Linked DNA regions of Gossypium hirsutum: region 1 is linked to region 2. Evidence: chromatin contacts called from public Hi-C data. All regions are on one chromosome and are shown on one strand. Each heading gives the region's core, a stretch centred on a gene start, on an enhancer-like site or on the middle of the called end of the contact. The rest is flanking DNA. Distances are from core to core; before and after follow the strand shown. Region 1 holds the start of LOC107922428 (argininosuccinate lyase, chloroplastic). Region 2 holds the start of LOC107921660.

Region 1 (6,211 bases), core at 452-2,951, 140 kb before region 2:
AGAAATTCAACCTAGCTCTACAATCTAGTAAACGGCCAGCATCACGGTCAAGCTACAACCAAAAAGGTTCAGTTAGTGATCCAAGAGGCAAATAATAAAACATATCATCATGAAAATATTAGAAATCAGAATTAACCATCTGCAATTTTTTTCTCAATTATTATATATAAGAACAACTTTTTTTTTTCTTTAAGAAAAAACACATGGCCTTCTCAGGGATATAACAATTATTAATTTGTTTATAAGTTGATGAGTACACCACATCATGTGGATTCCAATATTCAAAGACTTCAGATATTATGTTGACTTGATCATAACCACTAACCATTTATAATCACAATCGTAGGTTTACCCAGGTTCCTTCATTTCCTACTTTTATTTACCTTTAGGGGAGTAAGCCACTCACCATGAATGTGTTATGCTTTCAAACTTAGTCATTTTTGTATTAGAAATATTAATCAGATAAGCTTCTTTCTAAATTCTAAAAGTTCAAGAACAAAGTTTTCGAATTAACCAATAAAGCAACCGCTTTATTTTGACATATATACGAGACACGTTAAGGTTTTTTAACCCTGCTTCTGGAGTTGGAAAACTCAGTGCTAGTTCACTAGATAATAATCATATATATAACATACATGGATGTTCGGTTTGATCTAGAATAGCTTATGAATGAAATGATTCAAACCTGCTCCACATATGCTAGAAGAAGATGTTGAAGTAAAACAGGTTGTGCCCTCTGTAAATGTGTATAACCAGGAATGATGAGACCCTCATTATTTAGAGCCAACTTCACCAAAGCAACTTGGAGATGTCTAATGCTACTAATAATCCTGTCTATAGCATCACGACACCACAGGCGGAAATCAGTCAAAACTTGATCATTTCGGCTTCGAGCAGTGTGGAGTTTCTTTGCAGGCTCACCAACCAAATCTGTCAGTGCAGCTTCAATGTTCATGTGGACATCTTCCCTGTCAGTCCTCCACACAAATTCACCAGCTTCAATGCGTCTCTCTATTTCATCTAGACCTTTCAAAATACTATCCCTATCACTAAAGCTAATCAAACCCTGCAAGCAAAAATGAGAAAAACCCACATGCATTTGAATTAGCTGGAGTAAATTAGCAAAATACCATTATACAAGACAAATTATCAGAAATTGGGTTTTGCAAATCTACAAAGTACAATATTACCCAAATTCTGACAAGCCATAAACTCATTAAAAACACTCTAAAAACAATAAATGCAAGATGAGAAAAAAAAAAAGGACCTGTTCAGCAAGCATAGAAGCATGGGCTTTACTTCCCATAATATCATGCTTATACAACTGTTTATCAAACGAGATAGACTCAGTAAACTTCTCAACGATATCAGTCACACTATCTTCGAATCTCCCACCCCAAAGCTTTGTCTCCTTTGGTTTTGCTTCTGTTTCAGATGAGTGACTCGTGGTGCACCGCAATGGTTCGAACCTTGACTTGGCTCGATGCATCAATGGGGATATGGTTCTTGGGTTAGACACGGATTTGTTGGAGAGGACAGTCGATTGGGAGAAAAAAAATGGTGTTTGCAAAGAAGAAGAACGTAAGGATTCCATTAAAGAAGGGTAAGATAAAAAAGAGAGATTCTAGTGCGCCTTGCTTGCTTTTACCTTTGCCACTTCGTTAGCACTAGCAAGCAAGGAGGGTTTAGGGTGTTTTCTTTTCTGCAACTGTGTCGGGCCTGTCGGGTCGAACTGTAATAGGCCTAGTTTAGGATCGAATATGTCGGGTCTTGCTTTTGGGCTAATGGACTTCTTTTTTGGAGCTAATGGACAACAACTCAAGCTGTGGATGTAATCCTCCTACTTAATAGTTTTTAATAAATTGATAACTAATTTTTAAATTTCACAATTAAATTTAAAAATATATATTTTAATTAATTAAAGGTTATTTAATTATAATTGTAAGATTTTTACATATTTATCTATAAAAATGAGCTCAAACCTATAAAATAAGTCTATAAAAAATTCACAAAACATAAGTTCTAATAAATTAAAAACTCGTATGAGCTCAAACTCTTTTAGATGCAAAGTATAAATGGCTAATATCATTATGACACATGGAAAAAATAAGACGTTACCTTTCCCTCGTTAAAATAAAAAAAGATTTTACATAAATTAAAGTCATTCACTCGGGAAAAAGGTGTTCATGAACTTTATAACTGGGAACACCACTCCATCTAAAAGATGTGGATTGACCTCAAATATAACCTCTTATTCTCTAACTTGTTTACCTTATATCAAACTCTTTTCTTCAGTGCACTAATTTAAGCATTAAAGAGCATTTTGAAGCATAAACTCTAGCACAATCCGGATAAAAATGCTAAAACTCAGGCCCGGCCCGGCCTGGCCTGGTCATGTTAATTTTTTTTATTATATTTTATATATTTTTTAAAATATAATACATCAAATCACTAAAACATTAAAATAAATGTTTCTCAACAAATTAAAAATAAATTTAATAAATATTTATACTTAAATAACATAGGTGCAACTTAACAAACAAATGCCTCTAAAAACGTAGAAAAATTAATAATAAAATAAGAGTTATACAATATCAAAACAATGATAACAAAATAGTAGCGACATAATAGTAAAATGACAACAAAACAGTGAGAAAAAAACAATAAAACAATATTTTTTTCTTTTTGCAAATTTAGCTTGGGTCGGGCCTAGGCTGTAACAGCTCGTTTTTCAGTGGTGTCAAAAATAGTAGTTTCGGGGCCACCAAATCCGAAGAGAACGTTCGTAAATATTAGTATTTAATATTTACGAGTCAAATGTGATTTTAAAAAGGGTTTTGATTTGATAATTTATGTTATATAAGCGATTTATTAAGTTTAAGTGGTAAGACCCTAAGGTTACGTGGTTTTAGAAAATGAGGTATCAGGACATCGTTTCTATAAACCGAGCCATAAATATTTTTATAAATATTTACGGAGTGTATTTAAGGTGGTATTAAAGTTTCGTTGAAAATTTTTAATGTTTCGATAGTTAATTAATTAAAAAGGACTAAATCGTAAAGGATGCAAAAGTTAATCGCTATAATTTTAAAATGCAAAAAGGACAAAAATGGTAATTAACTCATGGTCAAAGATTCCAAGCGGTGGTGACCTGATTAAATCCACTAGCTTTTGGATTATTTTCTCTTTTAGTCCTAATTAGTTTAGGATTAAATTGTAAATAAGTTTATTTAGTTAGAATTTAATTTAATTGAAGGATCAATTGTGCAATTAAACCTTCCTTAGATGGTAATTATGCCATATATTTATGTGATGGACAATTATGGAGTGTCTTAGTGATATTGTAAGTGTATTTTAAAGGTTAATGTTGTAAATTTGTAATTATGTTAATGAAAAATAAAAGATCATAAAATGTAAAAAGCTATCATCTTCTTTAATTATGCAAGAAAACCGAAAACACCATTTTTAAAGGAGAAACAAGTTCAGACAACTAGGGTTCTTCCATTTAAGAGGTAAATCTTGCTTGTTTTTAATATTTTTGATGTTTTTAAAATCGTTGCAATTAGGTCCAGCTAGCCCGTACCTTCAATTTTGAAATTGTTAAAGATTTTGAATGTTGCCATTGATGAACCTTGTGATTTTAGATGTTAAATGATGAATTAGAGATATTTTTTTTATTTAAAAGTATTTTATTAAATGATTTTTGATGAATTTATCGATTAGGGACTAAATTGTTAAAATAATAAAAATACAAGGAATTTTTGTGAAATTGTTGCATAAATGGGCTGTATTGGATGCCACAAGTATTATACTAGGCTAAATTTTGGGTAAAAATGGCTAATTTGCATGTTTTGGGCTTAGAGACTAAATTGAATAAAAGTAAAACTTTAGGGGTAATTTTGTAAAAATGTCATAAATACTAAATTACAGAAATATATTTTTTACTGTCTAAATTAATATATTTAATGAAATTATTAATTTAGATCAAGATCGGGTGGGAAATCGAGGAAAATGGAAAATTACCAAAATGCCTCTGTACTTTGACATTTCTACAATTTAGCCAAGTGAGTTCATATGAACTGTACTATGTATAATGTTGATTAAATTGAATGTTATTATATGATTTTATTGAAAATGAATTAATATATATATGTTAATTATACAATTTATCGAGTAAAGAAACGATGAAAATTCAACAACGTATGATGACTATCTAGCCCCATTTGAACCTTAAGAATATATAGGATACAATTGACATGTCATTAGGGTTAGTGTGTTTCGGGTGCTGGTCTTGAACGTCCTACGGTGGCTGAGCTTCCGGCATGTGTTGCGGTTACTTGACAGCTTGTGTAAGTAGCACCGAGTAGCTACGTTCCGACCGACAGCTTGTGTGAGTAGACCCATTTATGGCTCGAGTGATAGCATCTATGTAAAGGAAAAGGAAAGAAATGGTTTCAACCATATATTAGCACACAGTGTGTGAGATTCCCGCGTATCCACTATTATTCTAAGTGGTTCAACGGGCATACAAAGGGAAGGAACGGTAAGTGTTTCGATTGGCAATGTTATGAAAGTATGGAAAAGTAAGAAAATGTCATGAACTAAGGCATGTGCATATATGAACTTCTTTGATATGTTGATGCATGGAAATTATGAAAGTTTAGATAGGTGACAATTTCTAATGGTTCATGTCGAGATCAATGGCTATATATGTTATTTTTGCTTATGATTTATACCATGTATGCTAACTTGTTTGGTGTGGATGCTTAGGCTTATGCCAAGCTTGTGGACATGATTGATGTTTATGATTATGCTTGTACTATGCATATGAAACAGGTAAGAAAAGGAAATGATACGGTAAGTACGTAATTGGAATGTACTATGATGTTGTAAAAAGGTTTAATAAGATAAATGATGTATTCATATTATAGTAGATTGCTTATGCTTTGAATGAATTTATCGATGTCATCAATAAATACACTGAATTGAGAATTAATAATGTTGTTGAGGCTTATGATAAGCATTCGGAACTGAAAAGAAAGTAAGTAAATTGAGAAGTGTATAATTTTATAGAAATTTTTATGGTTATACATTATGTCCCATAAAATCCTTTCATGTTATGAATTATAAATATATGTAACATAAATGAATTTACTCACTTACAAGTTGGTAATTATGGTTTGGTAAATCTTGAGGCATTGGTATAGATTTAGATTTAACCTATAATGTTCATTATTGAAATGAAATATTATGCTTATGGTTTTTATGAGCTTACTAAGCATTCATTACTTATATGGTTTTCTTTCTCTTACCTTTCGGATTATCTGAGGCTCGATAGGATTGGAAGCTAGTCGGAGATCCATCACACTATCCATCGATTTTATCAGTAGATTTTAAATGCTTTGGTCGTGGTTATAATGGCATGTATAGGTGGACTATGTCTAATGTTTAATTGATAAGTTTGGTATATATATGTCATTTTGGTTGATGTTTATGGTATGAAATGTTGCTGTGGATTGGAGGTACTTAAGGTACTATTGATAGCTTGTTGGTTGAGGTTAATATGGTCAAATTGGTGTACGATTTGAAATGACCAAAATTGGTATGGCTGTTGTGTATCAATTATGTTATGTTTTGGCATGAAAACAAGTTAAGTGATAATTGGTTAAATAAGCACATGTATAGGTGTCTTCGTTTGATACAATTAGCCATTATGTTTGCCTTTGTTTGATACAATTAGCCATTATGTTTAACTTGTATATATGTTTATTTCAAGTGATGAATTAGTTTTTATGTTTTCATGTATATATGGTATTTTAATGGTTTTTAGTTTGGTATCTAAGTACTTAAATGATGGTAGTTGAAATAATAATCATAAAGGTATGCTATGAAATGTTGGTTTGGTATGGAATGAGATAATGTATTGAATTGTTAAATGGCTAGTTTTGGTAGCTTTGGTTGTGATTGGCATATGGCCAAGTTTCTAAGGTACTGATTGAGTTGTGTGAATGGTCATATTTGTGGTTATGAGTATAAAAATGGTATGTGAACATTATGGTAAATGTAGTATATAAGTTGTTCAATTGTTTGATTGATTTATGGCTAAATTTAGCAAATGTTTAGTCTAATTTGATTGTTGTGTTTGAGGTGCCTTTAAGGCATATTGGTTGTATGACTAAGTACTATGATGTTCTAGCATGTTTCTGCATGT
Region 2 (6,126 bases), core at 40-2,539:
TGTTTTTTTTTTGAAATTTTCAGATTGGGCTTTATTAATAAAATAATAGAAAAGCAGCTGTTCAAAAAATGAAACCTAAACCTAAGAAAAACGGCCCAAAAAACATAAATTCAAAAATTGAAACCTAAACCTAAGGAAACGACCCAATTCAGATGGCCATAGACAAACAAAATATCTAGATATTATAATGGAAAATTCTAGAAACGACACTAAATGCGTTGATCCGTTGCCCAATCAGAATTTACTGATATCTGTCTTCTCCTCTTTCTGTCATTTCATTTTCCTTTTGACGATTTCATTTTCAAAACTTTCCTTGTAGATCGTTCTATTTTCTTTTTGTTTTGAAACTTTCTCTCTTCCATTCTTCATCTCCTGAGGCTTTCCTAGTCTGGCTCGCTCACCCCATCATACCGTGTTTGATCCTCAGCATACTCGGGAACTCCCATTTCCAGGTATATTTCCTCTCTTCTTCTTAGCGTTTCTGTTGCAAGAATATGTGCAAGATTGTTTGCAGATCTTGGTGTATGTTGAAATCTGATATTATTTAGTCCATGTATTTTCTGTTGGATATCATAAATGTATGCCCCTACCATTGATCGATCTTGACCCTTTGTGCTACATTTCTTGATTATTGCGAGGGAATCTCCTTCAAAGATGAGTGACTGCCATCCCTTTTCAACTCCTACTTGGACTGCTTTCCAACAGGCTATTGCTTCAGCAGCAAAAGCAGATGATATGTCATCGTGGATTTCTGAACAAGATAAAAGAACTTTTCCTTCCGAATCTCTGGCCACAATACTTGAAGCTGACCGATTTTGGCTCTCATTATATGCACCGTCAAAGTTGATCTTGATGAACTCCCACTGTGGGTACTTCCATCTCTTGTTTTCTTTTATTATTCTCGGATCTCTTTTTTCAAAACCAGTTATCTCAGTGATGTAATTGTTTATAAATTTTGCAATTTCCTTCCCATTTCTGACTTTTCCTTAGTGTACTCTTTTGTTTCTATCTCCCCATATGGCCCAAAGTGCATAACAGAAAAGCTGACCTTGACAAGGGTTGAGTTGCGCTAGCACCCAGGTAAACCACTGTACAAAGTCCTCGCTTTGATTCATCATAATATTCTGAAATGATAATGCTCTCATACATCAATTGTAACAGGGCATTCACGAAATAAATGATTTATTGTTTCAGCTCTTTCTCCACATCGGGAACAACTTGTATTGACTGCTAGCTTCCTGTGCTACATATTTACCTTTGTAGGTAGATAGTTCCATGATAGCCTCCATATTGTAACCTTTATTTTTGTTGGTAGATTCAGGCTCCAAAGTTGTTTATAAAATTTACTGTAGATGGTTTGTAAAGCATAAGCTCTAGGATTTTCATCCGATCTCTGTAATAGTTTATAGGCACTTCGGACCTTAAATTCACCCGACATCTCACCTCCCCAAATAAGAAAGTCTTCATAAGGTGTTCGTGCTAGAGGGATTCGGATGAGTCTTGCAGCGTCTTCTTCTATGAAGGTATTACTAATCAGCTCCTTTTTCTAAATTCTATTATTACTGTCAATCAGCTCATTTACTTTGGAATCGCGCATAGAGTTGATTTCTGTTGATAATTTAAAATTAACTGAATCTGGAATCCAAGCATCTTTAATGAATATACTAGTACCTGTACCCACCCTCCAATATTGTCCTTTTATCAATAAAGCTTTAGCTGCCTAAATACTTTTCCACACATAAGAACAAGAATTTCCTAAACAGGAATTTAAAAAATGGTCATTCGGGAAATATTTGGCTTTAAATACTTGCGTAACAAGAGCATTCTGATTATTCATAATCCTCCATCCTTGTTTAGCTAGTAGTGATATATTAAATTGCGCCATATTCCGAAAGCCCATACCTCTCTCCTCTTTAGAACTACACATATATTCCCATTGACACCAATGAATTCCTTTCTTGCCTTTTCCTTTTTGCCACTAGAATCTAGCAAACATATTTTCAAACTCCCCACAAAGCGATTTTGGTAGCAGAAAACAGGTCATAGCATAAGTTGGAATTGCTTGAAGTACTGATTTTATGAAAACCTCTTTTCCCCTTGAGATAGAAAACGTGTACTCCAATTTTTGATCCTCTACTTAATTCTGTCCTTTAGATTCTGAAAAGATTCCTTCTTCTTCCTTCCTACCATATTTGGTAGTCTTAAATATTTTTCTATATTAGTCGAGTGCCTTATTCCCATTTCAGTAGAGATATTCTCTTTATCCTCTTCCACTGTATTAGAGCTGAAGAAGATCATAGACTTATTAAAATTTACACATTGACCGGAGCAAATCTCATACTCCTTCAAAATATCTTTTAAGATCCTTGTTCTGCTTTTTGTAGCTTCGCCAAACAAAATGTAGTCATCTGCAAATAATAAGTGTGAAATTGTCGGGCCTCTTTTGCTAGCCTTCACTCCTTTTATCAAACCCTCTCTTGTTACAATCCTTAGTAAGGACGAAAGTCCTTCGCTACAAATAAGAAAAAGAAAAGGGATAAGTAGTTCACCTTGTCAGAGTCCTCTGGTAGGTTTAGAAACACTGCCTCTCCTTCCATTGGTGTTTACTACATAAGAGACTGTAGAAATACATCTCATAATTAATGACACCCATTCCTGTGTGAAGCCCATACGGATCATAACTTCCTTCAAGAATGCCCATTCAACTCTATCGTAAGCTTTACTCATGTCCGACTTTATCGCCATGAATCCTTTTTTCCCCGTTCGCTTTTGGCGAAGTGTATGTAGAATTTCATAGGCTATCAATACATTGTCTGATATGAGCCTCCCTGGAACGAATGCATTTTGAGCATTATCTATACACGTTCCAATGAATTCCTGAAGACGATTGGCAATAGTTTTGGCTATAATTTTATATATAATTGTGCATAAGCTAATGGGTTTTAAATTAGCAAGATTTGTGGGGTTGGAGGTCTTCGGAATAAGTATAATCTCAGTTAGGTTTAAACCTTCTGTTGACACAATTTTTTTGACAAAACAAGGTCGTCTTGGATTTTGAAAAAGAAAATTAAAATGGGAATCGCCACCAATCTTTTTTGATGAGGTGTGATCGGGTCACCTTGAAAAGTGGTTGTTTTTAATAAAAAATTTAATTTTATTAAAACAACGATTTTGGTCCACGAAATTTAAAAAAACGGGTTCGGGAGTTGGTTACGTACGAGGAAGGATTAGCACCCTCGTAACGCCCAAAATTGGTACCTAGTTGATTAATTAATGTCTTAATGTCGAAGATTGAAAACTTTAAAGAGATTTAAAGTACGATCCTTAAAAAAACTCGAATGACATGGATTGGGATTTAAGAGGATATTTGGCTATTTGGTCAAACGAGAAGTCAAAACCCAGCACGTTAGGGCACATTTTCTCGAATTTCCAAACACAAAATATTACCTTTATTATTTTTTAGAAAAATCCTCATCTCGAGAAAACGACATGTCATATCCAATGCGTTAGGACATAACGTATCGAATTCTCGATACGAGAATATATGCCGAAAAAATTACTTATTTAAGAAAATATTTGGCTATCTCGAATTTTAAAAAAGGGGATCATGCCTAGTGAGTTAGGACACGATCTTTTCTTAATTCCTGAGATCGTTTAAAACTTGAGTCTGAAAAGATTCGTGTATTTAGATTTATTGTGAAAATCGAAACCCAGTAAGTTAGGGTATGACCTTCCCAAATCTAAACACGAGATTTTGGTTATTCAAAAATCACAATTTATGCATTGAACAAAATTAATCTAACACAATATAGTAGAAATGAAACACGGTGTCAACACGCATAACAAAATAAAATGAATACAATGATATAAGCATAAATAATACGGGCAATAGCAACGAAAATAAGATAAATAAAAATGACAAATTAATAGCATAAAAATAATAAGTATATAAGCAAGTAAAAGTAAAACATTCTTTTAAAATAATAATGAAAACATAAATAAATAAGTAAATAAAGAAAATGAATAAAATTATAAAAAATGTAAAAAGATATATATGCAAGTATACATCAAAATTTGAAAATAATAAAAAATATATAAACAAGTAAAGAATGATAATTTATATATATATGTTTAAAATATATTAAAAATAGGGATGTAAATATTTATATACAAATTAGAAAGAATAAAATATATATAAGTACGTAAATATATATACTTATAAAAAATTTAGAAAATATGTATATAGATATAAATTAAAAATATGTGCGTATAAATTAAAAACTTAAGGATGCCGGCCAAAACGGCGTCGTTTTACAAGGGTATAAAAGTCGTAATTTTTGGAAAAAACAATCATTTGGTCACTTAGAAGAAAAAAGAAAAGGGGGGAAGAAATTTCTCTCTGGACTAAGTCTAGATTTCGGCCAAGCCCCGCCGTACCGCCTTCGCGCCGGCTTCGCACCGGCCACCGTGAAAAGATTAAAAGGTAATTTTTCCCTTTTTATATTTTTTTGCTATATATGAGTATATACATATATATATTTTAGAACAAACAGAAGTAAAAAATAATAAAAAATAAAAATAGATTAATTAAAAATAGAATAAAAGAGATAAAAAACGAAATAATAACAAGAAAGTTACTTTTATTTCTTCTTGAATCTTTGTTTTTTTTCTTTTTTGAATCGGTTTTTCCCTTTTTTTCCAAAAAATAAAAATCCCCCTAATGTTACAAAAATTGGCTTTTTTATAGCCGAAATACATGATTTTGTTTTTGTTTTTTTCTTCTTTGTTTCTGCTTGCGTGTTCTCCTTTGTTTTGCAGGTAGAGCAGGTGGTGCAAGTGGGGCGGTGATGGGACGTACGTCGATGGCAGCAAAAGCGTGGTTGATGGTGACAGAGATTAGGAGGCTAGGGTTTCTTTTTATGTTTGGGTTGTGGGCTTGTTGGGCCTTAGGGTTTTTTTAATTATTTTGGGCCATTGGGTCTTGTAAATGGACTGTTTTTGTTTTGCTGGTACGGGCCGGGTAAAATTTGGGTTGTACACCTTCAAAATCCTTTCCGTTGTTCAAAACTTCCAAGCAAAAGTTTTCAATATCTTTACCCATAATATGCCAATATTTTTGAAAAAATAGTTCCGGAAAACCATTGTAACCTGGTGCTTTGGTGGATCCCATTCCTTTTACTGCAATAAAGATCTCTTATGCCGTATATTTTGCCAAAAGGGTTGTGTTGATGTCCGGAGAAACGCTGTTATTAATACTTGTTAAAAGATGGGATAGATTTCCTACGCCGTTAGTCGAAAATAGATTCTGGAAATACTTCGTTGCAGTCTCATTTATTTCTGATTCCTCAAAAATTCCATTTCCATCATCTGTATCCAACCTGCTTATTGTGTTGATTCTTTTCCGCATTGAGGCATATTTGTGGAAGAATGCAGTATTCTTATCCCCTAACTTAAGCCAGTTAGCCCGTGCTCTCTGTTCCCAATACATCTCCTCTTTGTCGATCTCCATATTCAGATGAATTCTCATATCAATAATCTGCGCCATTATATCATCATCTCGTTCTTTCTCCATTAAATCTTCGAGCACCTTTGTAAGTTTATCCGTCAACCCCTTCCGTTCCTTCTTTATTGATTTTGCCCATTTTGACAAGCTGATTTGTAATATTTCAATCTTTTCAAAAATAGATCCATTGGAAGACTCCCATGATTTCTTAATTTCATCTTCAATCGATTCCTTTGTGGTCCACCATGCTTCAAATTTAAAACTTGGGATTCCCTTGAATCTGCTTTCATTAGTTGTGCTTATTAAAAGGGGACAATGATCCGAAAGTGAAGACGTTAAATGGTGTATATTGCCTCTTGGAAAGAGTTCCATCCATTTTTCATTCGCAACACCCCTATCCAGTCTTTCTCTGATATTTGTTTCCGGCAAATTCCCTTTTTCCCATGTATACCATGTTCCCGAGTAGCCCACATCTATAAGTTGGCATTCTTTTAAGACTTCGCGAAACTCTACCATCCTTTTCTCCTCCCTTGGATGACCTCCCCTTTTTTCAAATGAGTAAATTATTTCATTAAAATCTCCACCCACTAACCAAGGGTGACCTTGTTCCTGACCTAAAATTC

The links. A called contact is a pair of places that touch in the nucleus more often than the background predicts.
Region 1: a Hi-C map of leaf shows a contact between it and region 2, with 3 times the contacts expected there. The contact joins the promoter of LOC107922428 here to the promoter of LOC107921660 in region 2. A contact is called at or near these places in 2 of 34 Hi-C or Micro-C datasets (both in leaf).

Annotation. Positions count from the first base shown.
Region 1 is chrD01:24,122,847-24,129,057 of Gossypium_hirsutum_v2.1, reverse strand. LOC107922428 (argininosuccinate lyase, chloroplastic) reads right to left here and starts at 1,701. Exons shown (of 6, transcript XM_016852462.2): 1 at 1,268-1,701; 2 at 686-1,066; 3 at 1-52. The coding sequence starts at 1,594.
Region 2 is chrD01:23,985,075-23,991,200 of Gossypium_hirsutum_v2.1, reverse strand. LOC107921660 reads right to left here and starts at 1,289. Exons shown (of 3, transcript XM_016851487.1): 1 at 1,256-1,289; 2 at 1,049-1,124; 3 at 384-909. The coding sequence starts at 1,289. The coding sequence ends at 384. LOC121213569 reads right to left here and starts at 6,019. Exons shown (of 1, transcript XM_041086359.1): 1 at 5,195-6,019. The coding sequence starts at 6,019. The coding sequence ends at 5,195.